Linked DNA regions of Mus musculus: regions 1 and 3 are each linked to region 2. The links are chromatin contacts, called in public HiChIP or PLAC-seq and promoter capture Hi-C maps. All regions are on one chromosome and are shown on one strand. The core of a region is the stretch at or near the end of the contact, and the rest is flanking DNA. Distances in the headings are between cores, read along the strand shown.

What was found. Promoter capture Hi-C pulls out the DNA fragments that hold promoters and counts their contacts. HiChIP or PLAC-seq counts read pairs in DNA pulled down with a chosen protein or histone mark.
Region 1: an H3K27ac HiChIP or PLAC-seq map of embryonic stem cells shows a contact between it and region 2, with 3 times the contacts expected there. The contact joins the promoter of Map1b here to the promoter of Fcho2 in region 2. A contact is called at or near these places in 1 of 484 Hi-C or Micro-C datasets (embryonic stem cells) and 1 of 115 datasets of contacts at active chromatin or transcription factors (embryonic stem cells).
Region 3: a contact with region 2 is called in a promoter capture Hi-C map of stem cell-derived epiblast-like cells, with 2.8 times the contacts expected there. The contact joins the promoter of 6430562O15Rik here to the promoter of Fcho2 in region 2. A contact is called at or near these places in 4 of 39 promoter capture datasets (embryonic stem cells, hippocampal neurons, liver and 1 more).

The regions. Positions count from the first base shown.
Region 1 is chr13:99,515,015-99,517,970 of GRCm38.p6, forward strand. It overlaps Map1b (microtubule-associated protein 1B), which reads right to left and starts at 1,588. Exons shown (of 7, transcript NM_008634.2): 1 at 1,290-1,588. The coding sequence starts at 1,473. Gm26559 (predicted gene, 26559) reads left to right here and starts at 1,620. Exons shown (of 2, transcript NR_167891.1): 1 at 1,620-1,844.
Region 2 is chr13:98,814,026-98,817,156 of GRCm38.p6, forward strand. Fcho2 (FCH domain only 2) reads right to left here and starts at 1,424. Exons shown (of 26, transcript NM_172591.3): 1 at 1,051-1,424. The coding sequence starts at 1,083. Gm34995 (a long non-coding RNA gene) reads left to right here and starts at 1,956. Exons shown (of 3, transcript XR_382806.4): 1 at 1,956-2,044. It also overlaps the pseudogene Gm18134.
Region 3 is chr13:99,411,521-99,414,403 of GRCm38.p6, forward strand. It overlaps 6430562O15Rik (RIKEN cDNA 6430562O15 gene), which reads right to left and starts at 1,306. Exons shown (of 2, transcript NR_015515.3): 1 at 322-1,306; 2 at 1-51. It overlaps Mrps27 (mitochondrial ribosomal protein S27), which reads left to right. Exons shown (of 11, transcript NM_173757.3): 10 at 675-845.

The sequences.
Region 1 (2,956 bases), core at 338-2,837, 700 kb after region 2:
GAAACGTTTCAGCACCACCCCAAGAGAATAGAGCGCTCAGGCTGGAGCTGCACACGGACCCGGGGACTTCTGCCAGGGATGAAGTGAAGGGAGGGATGCGAGGGGGGCGGAATAAAGCAGAGGCTAGAGCTGCCACCGGGGAGTCGGGAGCGCAACAAAACCGCTCACAGCCAAAGGTGGGCGCAAGGCCCCCTGACAGCGCGAGGCTCGGGCAGAGCCAGCATCGTGCCAGCCGGGGGCGCCGCAGTGCGGGGGCAGGTGCGGCTGTCCAGCGCGGGCACTGCGGCAGACCGGGTGGGGCTGAAGGGCGGGCCGATGGTTGCCCGCCCAAGGCTGTGCCCTCCCGGACCCTCCCAGCCCCGCCCAGGGTTCCCCGGGAACCGCTATTCCGCTACCGCAGAGCCCGTTCCTGGTGCGCGCAGCAGCGCAGGAGCTGACCCTCCCCTGCCACCTCCTCCTCCCATTCAAGCTATGGCTCCTGAAGCTAAGACTTTTCAAAGAAGCCCACCCACGCAACCTGGGGTCCCATTGTCCTTTCTGAAAGCTGCAGCCAGGACCTCAGGGGCAAGAGCGAGGCTGGGCTTCGTCTAGAAACAGAGCGCAGACGGGTTCCATGCCTGTATCCTCGGGGGCTGGGGGGGAGGGGGGGGGACGGGCGTGGCCCAAGGACTAGCCTAGTCATTCCCAGGAAAGAAAGAATCGGGAAGTTTTAAGTCAGAAAAGGCATTCTCTATTCTCAGAGGGGTGTGTGTGTGTGTGTGTGTGTGTGTGTGTGTGTGTGTGTGACTGGCGGGGGCGGGGAGCACGAGGTGACTGTGATAAAGACGATTTCCATGCGGGCCTTGGCACATGGTGTTTTGACCCCAGGTTTTCGGGTAAGGGGAGGTGGGTCCCAGCCTTTGGCTAGGGCGAGAGCTGAGCTGAAAGAAGAGGTTTTGCTAGGCTCACCCCACCCTTTCTCCGCCTGCGGTTGCGGTTTTATTATGGCCTCCGCTCCTCTGACACCTGCATTTCAAAGAGCACGAGAGGAGGTAGCCAAGTCGGCGGTGGCCACGGACCCAGCCAGGTGACCTATCCCTCAGGGCTATTATAAAGATCCCCTCTCTGGGTCTCAAATAAAATAATTTAGAAATTAGCCCAGAAAAAGAGTCCAGATGGAGTGTGGGAGGTGGCCCGGAGAGGCGTGGGTGCGGGGCGTGCGGGAGAACAAGGTGGCCGTCGCGCCCTGGGTGGGGTCGTGCTGGCGCGTCTCCCCACTCACGCCCCTGGGGGGCCTCGGGACCGCTTACCCAGCTCGATGTTGCCGATGGCACGCCTCAGGTGCTCTTCGGTTACGGTCTCGCCGACCACCACCAGCAAGTAGAACTTGCTGTCTAGGAAGCGGTGCGACAGGCTGGGCGAGGTGGACGCCGCCGGGTTGCCGATGCTGCCCGATGGCTCCGGTTCGGTGGCTTCCACCACCACGGTCGCCATCCTGCCGGCTCTGCTCAAGCCTGAGAGAAGTGTTCCTCTCCCGCCGCTCCTCTGCTCTGCGGCAGGAGAAAGGATTATCTCCGAAGGTGCTGTCTCCGCTCCGCCCCCTGCGTCCCCCCTCCTCCCGGCGCACGCGTCGCCTCCCCCTCCGCCCTCTCCCTGCGCGGAAGAGAGGAGCGGGGAGTGAGAGGCCGAGGAGGCGGTGCCGTTTATATGGAGACTAGGCTAGGAGCCTGGGAGGAAGAGGAGGAGGAAAGGACCACCCGGCACGTCCTCGTGGTGGTTGCCTCCACTCCTCCAGCCCTTAGCCCAGGGCTGATGTCATCTGCAGCAAATCATTTCGCCGGCGGCCCGGAAGCTGGAAGGACGAGGTGTGTGGACAATGGTCTGGGCAGGGCCAGGAGCCAGGCTCTAGGGGACCCAAAGAACTCTGCTGCAACCCGAGGGCCTTCTGCACCATCACCCTTACATACACACACTTTCTTTGCCCTAAACCATCAACCTGGGGAGTGGGGATTACTTCCTGTTTCAGAGCGGGATTATGTCCTGAGTCAGATTCCGCATCTTCAGGCCTGTGCCTGTGCCTCATCCACGTGAAGTCAGAATTTGAGTAATTGCTGCAGTCACAGTGGGCGCTGGGTTGAGGGTACCCCGCCCAAGAACACAAACCTGAGTTTTTGACCTTGTAGATATAGAAAGGCGTATTTGTCCATTTTTTTTAAACAACAGGAATATTTATCACCTTCGCTTAAAAGAGACTTTGCAAGACCTAAGCCTAATTTGTTCAGACTTTGGAGTCTAGTCTGGAAGGACTAACTAACGCTCAAAAAAGAACTGGCTTTTGGTGCTCATGGGAAATGAATGAGAAGAGGCAGACATATTATGCTAGATACAGATTTCTTTTCTTAATATGCTGAACAGATAGCATCAGGCATAACAAAGAATAGAGAAGACACTGTCTCTGCAGGATTACAGCGACTATAATGTGCTTTTCAGTTCCTTGGGGGATACACAGGCAAAATTATTTTGTGTGACAATGATGTCTTTTAAGATACATGTAGCTTTGGGAGTTTTTATTGCTTTTGTCTATATTTAGAAGAACTCCTAATAATGTTTCTAAAGGCCATCGTAAACATTCATTTCTCACAAATCTAATGAGTACATTTCTGTATTAGGGCAGAAGAGGGGGGCAAGCGCCTCATCATCATGAAGACTGGGGATCATTTTAGAAGAGAAAATAGATGGAATTAGATGGAATAGGGGGGAAAAGCCTATTTTCATCTAAAATAACTAATATTGGAGTGTATACTAGTTTTAATTTATACTAAATATAACATACTAAATAGCAGTTTGGTATATACTAGTCAATATACCTTTAACACTGGAGTATACACCAGTTTTAAAATACCAACTGGAGGGGCTGTAGCTTAGCTGGTGGACTTCACGCCCATGTTGGCACCGGAAGCACTGGGCAGTGTAGTCC
Region 2 (3,131 bases), core at 174-2,673:
GTAAGTGAAATAGTCATCAGAGAGCCGGGTCCAGAAAGGACGGAACTGTAGAAGCAGATCGGTTGCCTAGGGACCGAGACAAGGGGCAAACTGGGAATGACTCCTAACCGGTAAGGGATTTTTTCTGAGGTTATGAAATTGTTCTAAAATTGACTGTGGTGATGTTTGCAAAAAAACAATGAGGAACTCTTCACAGTATACACTTTAAGTGCATGCATAAAACCGCTCTTTAAAAACACCACCGAGTACAGATGATTGCGAAAAGCGAATTAACATTCAAAACAAATAACCATGAACTGATTGTATTCAAGCCCGTGCTTGAGACTGAATTAAGAATCTCAGCTAGCAGTAGCTGGCATGACTGAAAGCTGACTCCTTTCAACACCTTACCTAAATGAAAGTGGTGCCGTATTTGCAACTGTCGGGCCACGAAAACCCAAGTTCGGCCAAGATACCTGAGTAAACACGTAACTTTCCTGTTCATGGCAGAAGCGTACTTGCCACGATCGGCTAACAGCAACTGCACGAAATCACACGGCGAGGAGACTAGAGGGGTGTGGGGAGCCCGAGGAAGGTCCACGAAACCCAACTTCCACGGGCTTTGTGAGCAGGCCTGAAGGCAAAGTCCTGGGCGCAGCCCCCACCAGCCCAGCCGCGCGGCCAAGAGGAAGTGCCGAGCCCGCTCGGCCCTGCACGGACTCTGCGTGGGGTCCCGGGCCTGCGCCGCGGGAAGCCGACCAGCCGGGTGCCCGGCTCCCCGCGCCGGACGCCGCGCACGCACGCCCCGTCGGCGCTTTGTCCCCGCCCGGCGCCGCCGGCCCTCTGGAGTCCCCGCCGAGACTCCCGGGCCGCGCTGCCAGCCCGGGCGCCGCGCGCAGTGGCCAACCCGGAGGAGGCGGGTGGCCGGAGAGCCGTGGCCCGCGGGAGCTCGGCCGGGCAACCCCGGGGCCGTGGACTCTCGCTCGGCCGCCCGAGGAGCCGCCGCCCGCCGCGCACGCAGGCCGCGGGGAGAAACCGAAGCCCGCGGCGTCCCCAACACCCTCCGCTCACCCAGAAATTCTCCACGAAATGCGCCATGACCATCTTGCCGCCGCCGCCGCCGCCGCCGCCGCCGCGCCGGGTTCCGCGTCCGCACCCGCCCGCCGCTGTGTAAACACGGACCGGCCCCTACGGCGCCCCCGCCTCTCGCCGCCGCCGCCTTCTTCCCAGAGACCGCCCGCGCCCTCTAGGGCGCATGCGCCACCTAGCGGCAGGCGCGGCCGCCGCCACCACGGGGCGAGAGCCTGACTGTCGCTCCCGAGTGCGCGTGCGCGCAGCCTGTCCGGGTCCGAGCGTTCGCAAGGAATGGTACAGAGCTTAGTCTGCGCGAGCCTCCGGGGCTGGCGGGAGTCGAGCTACCCGCAGGCCCGGGGGGCGGAGCTAATAGGGCCACGCCCCCTCGCGTCCAGCGTCCTGGCCTTCTAGGATCTCCAGCAGTCCCAGGTCCTGGCAGACTGGGACTAAGGAAACTTGGCAGCCGGCCACCCCAAGGAGACTGGGAAACCTTTGGTCAACAGGGAGCCTCTCCTTGACTGGGAAGTAAGATCCAAAACAAAACTGTCCAAGGCCGGAAAGGGAGGGAACGCCCAGTGTCGCCTGCAAGACTCAGGCAGTGCAGTCGGTCACAAGGGAGCCAGCCGGCCTGGACCGCCTGCCGAGAGCAGGCGTGACCCGAAACGCGACTCTTCCAGGCCTGTTCACAAAGCCCATGGTGGTAATCTTACCAGTTTGTACACCCAGGAGGAAAGGACACAAGTTTTAACATGCTTCGGCCTGATGGGGAAAAGAAATCCCTCGCCATGCCTTTCTTTCCAAAAGTTTAAAAAACTTTAGAGGTCCCAAGTTCATTAAGCTAAGTCAAAGATCTGCAAGTTGGAAGTCAAGCTCCAGAGATGATTTAGTGTAGTTTTAACTACAGTATGAACACCGCACGTCCTAAGATCGTTTTCAAACATGGACAATGTAGCACTTTCTTCAAAGGAAATTATTTGCCTCCCCAAACGATGTATGTAAACACTTTTCATGTATCTTTTATATAGTCGATAGCAAAAGATAACCAGACAAAGGTTGTGCCTTTATAAGAATATCTTTCAGAAATATTCACGTAAAGCTAAGACATCTAGCATCTGCTCAGGAGTATTTGGTGGAAGCAGGGCAGAAGACTAGGGTATAGGAGGAACAAGATTGGCCATACAAGTAGTTGAATGATGGAAAGATGCTATTTCCATATACTATTTTAAAAGGTCTATGTGTATGAGTGATTTGCCTGCATGTTAGGTATGAATTCCATGTGTGTGCCTAGTGCCCAATAAGACCAGAAGAGCGTGTGGGATCCTCTGAAACTGAAGATACAGAAAGTTGTGAATCACCATGTGGACTTTGGAATTGAATCAGGGTCCTCTCCAAGAGCATTAATACTCATAACCACTGAGCAATCTCTCCTTTGTTTGTTTGTTTTTGTTTTTCTTGTATATGTTAACTCTTCCATTTAAAATAAATATTTGCTTTTGTTTTGTAAACCATCAGCCCAGTTATGCTATCCTTGGTGCTTAAGATAGAAGAAAATTCTAACAAAAGGAGTAAGAAAGCTCACCCTGCAAAAGCGGCTGGTACTGGATTCCTAATATCACCAGGCTTAGTGCGAGAGAGGATCCCCGAGTTTCCTTTTTTTACTGAGACCCGCCAACATGGGCCGAGTTCACACCAAGACTGTGAAGAAGGCGGCCCAGGTCATCATCGAGAAGTACTACACACACCTGGGTAATGGCTTCCACAGTAACAAGCGCCTGTGGGAGGAGACCTCCATTATCCCCAGCTAGAAACTTCGGAACAAGATAGCTGGCTATGTGACCCATCTGATGAAGTAGATTCAGAGAGGTCCTATGAGAGGCATCTCTATCAAGCTGCAGAGCGAGAGAGAGAGAGAGAGAGAGAGAGAGAGAGAGAGAGGGAGAGGGAGAGGGAGAGGGAGAGGGAGAGGGAGAGGGAGAGGGAGAGGGAGAGGGAGAGGGAGAGGGAGAGGGAGAGAGAGAGAGAGAGAGGAGAATTATGTTCCTGAGGTCTCAGCCCTAGATCAAGAGATCACTGAGGTG
Region 3 (2,883 bases), core at 56-2,555, 600 kb after region 2:
ATTTATTCCGTTTAAAAGGATGAAAAGAAACCACAAACATTTTCAGTGTGGCTGTCAAAAAGGCAATGGAAAATCAGATTATTGTTGATTCATACATCATTAAGTGAAAGGAAAGCTGTCTGCTCCCTTACATTCAAGCTCAGATCAATAAATACCACCCTCTTCACCACCTCCCCCATCCAAAAGGGATTTACGGCGGTGGAATAGAAACTTAAGTAGTTTTGGTGGATTTACCCCTCCTGTAGTATGGAGAGACTACATAGCACTTTTCTCCATTATCCTTGGCTATTGGTAAAGTATCTGTCTCACAAGCTTACGTACCTGAGTTCAGATCCCCAGAACCACTTAAAAAGCCAGGCCCAGGAGTGCAGTTATCGTCCGGTAATGGCAGGGAGGGAGCAGAGAGACATGAAGCCCTGGGAGCTGGCTAGCTGCCTAGCCTACACCCTTGGAGATGCTCTTCTGTGTGGCCTTGACTCTGAAATGCCAAGGCTCACCACTCAGCTTTCATTTCTGTCCTGAGGTCCTCAACCCAGTGTCTCCCATGGCACATTATGCTGATATCATTAATGCTCTTTCTCAGTCATTATAACCAAGGAACACACACTTTGAAGTTGGCCTGCACACAGTCAAGTCTATAACAGATGTCCTCCTGACTCTCCTGTGCCCTACAGCTCGATGTGCTGGATGGAGTCCTGAAGGTGGTGACGTCTCCAGATGTCCAGACTTCAGAGGCACAGCCTCAGGAAGGTGAAGATGGCTTGGGCTCAGCAAACCTGGTGGAGCAGCTAGACACTGAGGAACCAGAACAGTCCAAGCTTCCCCGATACCTCGAGCGCTTTCAGGTGATTCGTAGTAGAAACTGAGCCTTTTCCTGCATCAGTCACACACAAAGGCATGAAAAACTCGCATCAAGAATTGCAGTTGTGTTCCTTCCCACAGACCGTGGCCTTTTGGGAAAGCAGTGGCATTGTTACGACTTCATGCTTGAGCTGATGTCACGGTTCCGTTCCCTGGGGCAGCACGGCACCCCAGCGGCTTCTCAACAGCAGCCTGATTCCCACTCAGGGTGGCAAGTGACCAGCCATTTCTCTACACTACACCAAATGTGCTGGGTCAGTCACAGCTTCAGCAGAGATAAGACTCACGAATCCTTTGTGGCGCTTAGCTGGCAGCTTTGTGCTGTTCAGCAGGGCCATTAGAGACACTGCCTGTGGACAGGTTTCCAGAACAGTGCTGAGCACTCAAACTGTCAGTGAGCTCTCTGTCCCAAATGCTCTGCTGTTTGTGTCAGGGAAGAAAATCCCTGAGCCTGCTCTCTGCTTTGTTTCTTGTCTCTTTAATACAAAAAGAAGGAAGTACTTTCAGGTTATGATGTCATCATAGGAGCGGGAGAATTCTCCTCCCACGCCTGCTGCTGCACTGTGCCTTTTCACAGCAGGAAGGAGAGCTGGGCTCCTGCCCGTGAGTCTGTCTCTTCTGACCCAGCAATGGCAGGCCTTGCCGTAGCACAGGATCCCATGGTATTTTAGGGTTTTTTCTCCCCAATACTTCTGAAGGGAAGTCATTCTTAGCTTCTCTCCTGTAATTTGAAACTAAGAATAAAAAGATTGATGTTCCTTGTCATACCCCAAGGACAAAGCAGAGTAGAGAACTTAGACACAGTTCTTTCTCTTAACTTTGCTTGTCAGTGTATAAAACTTAAAGAAAACAAGAATCACCACACTTGCTGGGCGTGGTGGTGCACGACTTTAATCCCAGCACTCGGGAGGCAGAGGCAGGAGGATTTCTGAGTTTGAGGCCAGCCTGGTCTACAGAGTGAGTTCCAGGACAGCCAGGGCTACACAGAGAAACCCTGTCTTGAAAAAACAACATCAACAACAAAACATTAAAAAAAAGAATGACCACACTGCTGAATGCTGCCTGAGGTTGCTGAGCCACTGTCAGGCGTCAGGTTTGCCTGGGTTTTGTAAATGTTGTACTCAGTTTTGATTGCTTTTTGACTTTTGGCCGTTTTTTGTCCGTTGCGTCTCAGAGGATGGAGACCTTTGTCTTCACTAGCTTCTAGCCCTTTTACTGCCATGGGACACTGTCTGAGCATCCAAGAAAGAACAGAAACACATGTTTGTAGCCTGCCATCTGTGACCTTAGCTATGTTAGCAGCTGTAAGCCCCCTCCCCCATTTCCTTTATCCTCACAGGAGGCCTGGGCGGGAGAGTCTCGGCTTATGTGACCCAGCAGTGAGCTGGGATTTGGACAAAGCCAACCTCCTCACAGTTGAGATTTCCTGGCTTTCTCTTTGGCCTCAGACTACCTGGAAAATTATGTTAGGAAGAAATGGTTTTCAGTTTACATTTTCTTCCTGTTGCCTGCTTTTCATTAGTCTGAGGTCATCTGTTTGGGTCTGTTTTTATAATTAGTCTGCTCCTTAGATCCCATCGGTCTGGCCCCCTTTGCCGTTCTGCCAGATCCTATGCTGTACGCTAAGTCACCTCGGGGTGCGAGCACATGTGACTCTCAGCTGCAGCTGGGGTCCTAAATGTCACTCTCTGGTGATCTGTGTCTAGAAGCACTTAAATTGATTAATGCTTTTAGTAAGTCTCTGGGCTGCTACACTGACCCTACCAGGCTGCCCTCTCAGACGGAGCTGTAAGCAGGCAGGAGGGAAGGGCTGACCTGTGGGGGAGCACAGCAGGTGGAGGCCTACAGTGCTCAGGCACTCTGGAAAGCTGTTTAGCATTAGTGAGAAATCCCTGCAATGATTTCCATCTGTTGAAAGGAACCAGGGGAAGTCACTTAAATGAAAAGACGGGACTTCCGAACTTCCTATCCTCCACCATCTTGTCCAGTGGCATTCTCACTGCTCAGTTAGGAGCAGGCCTA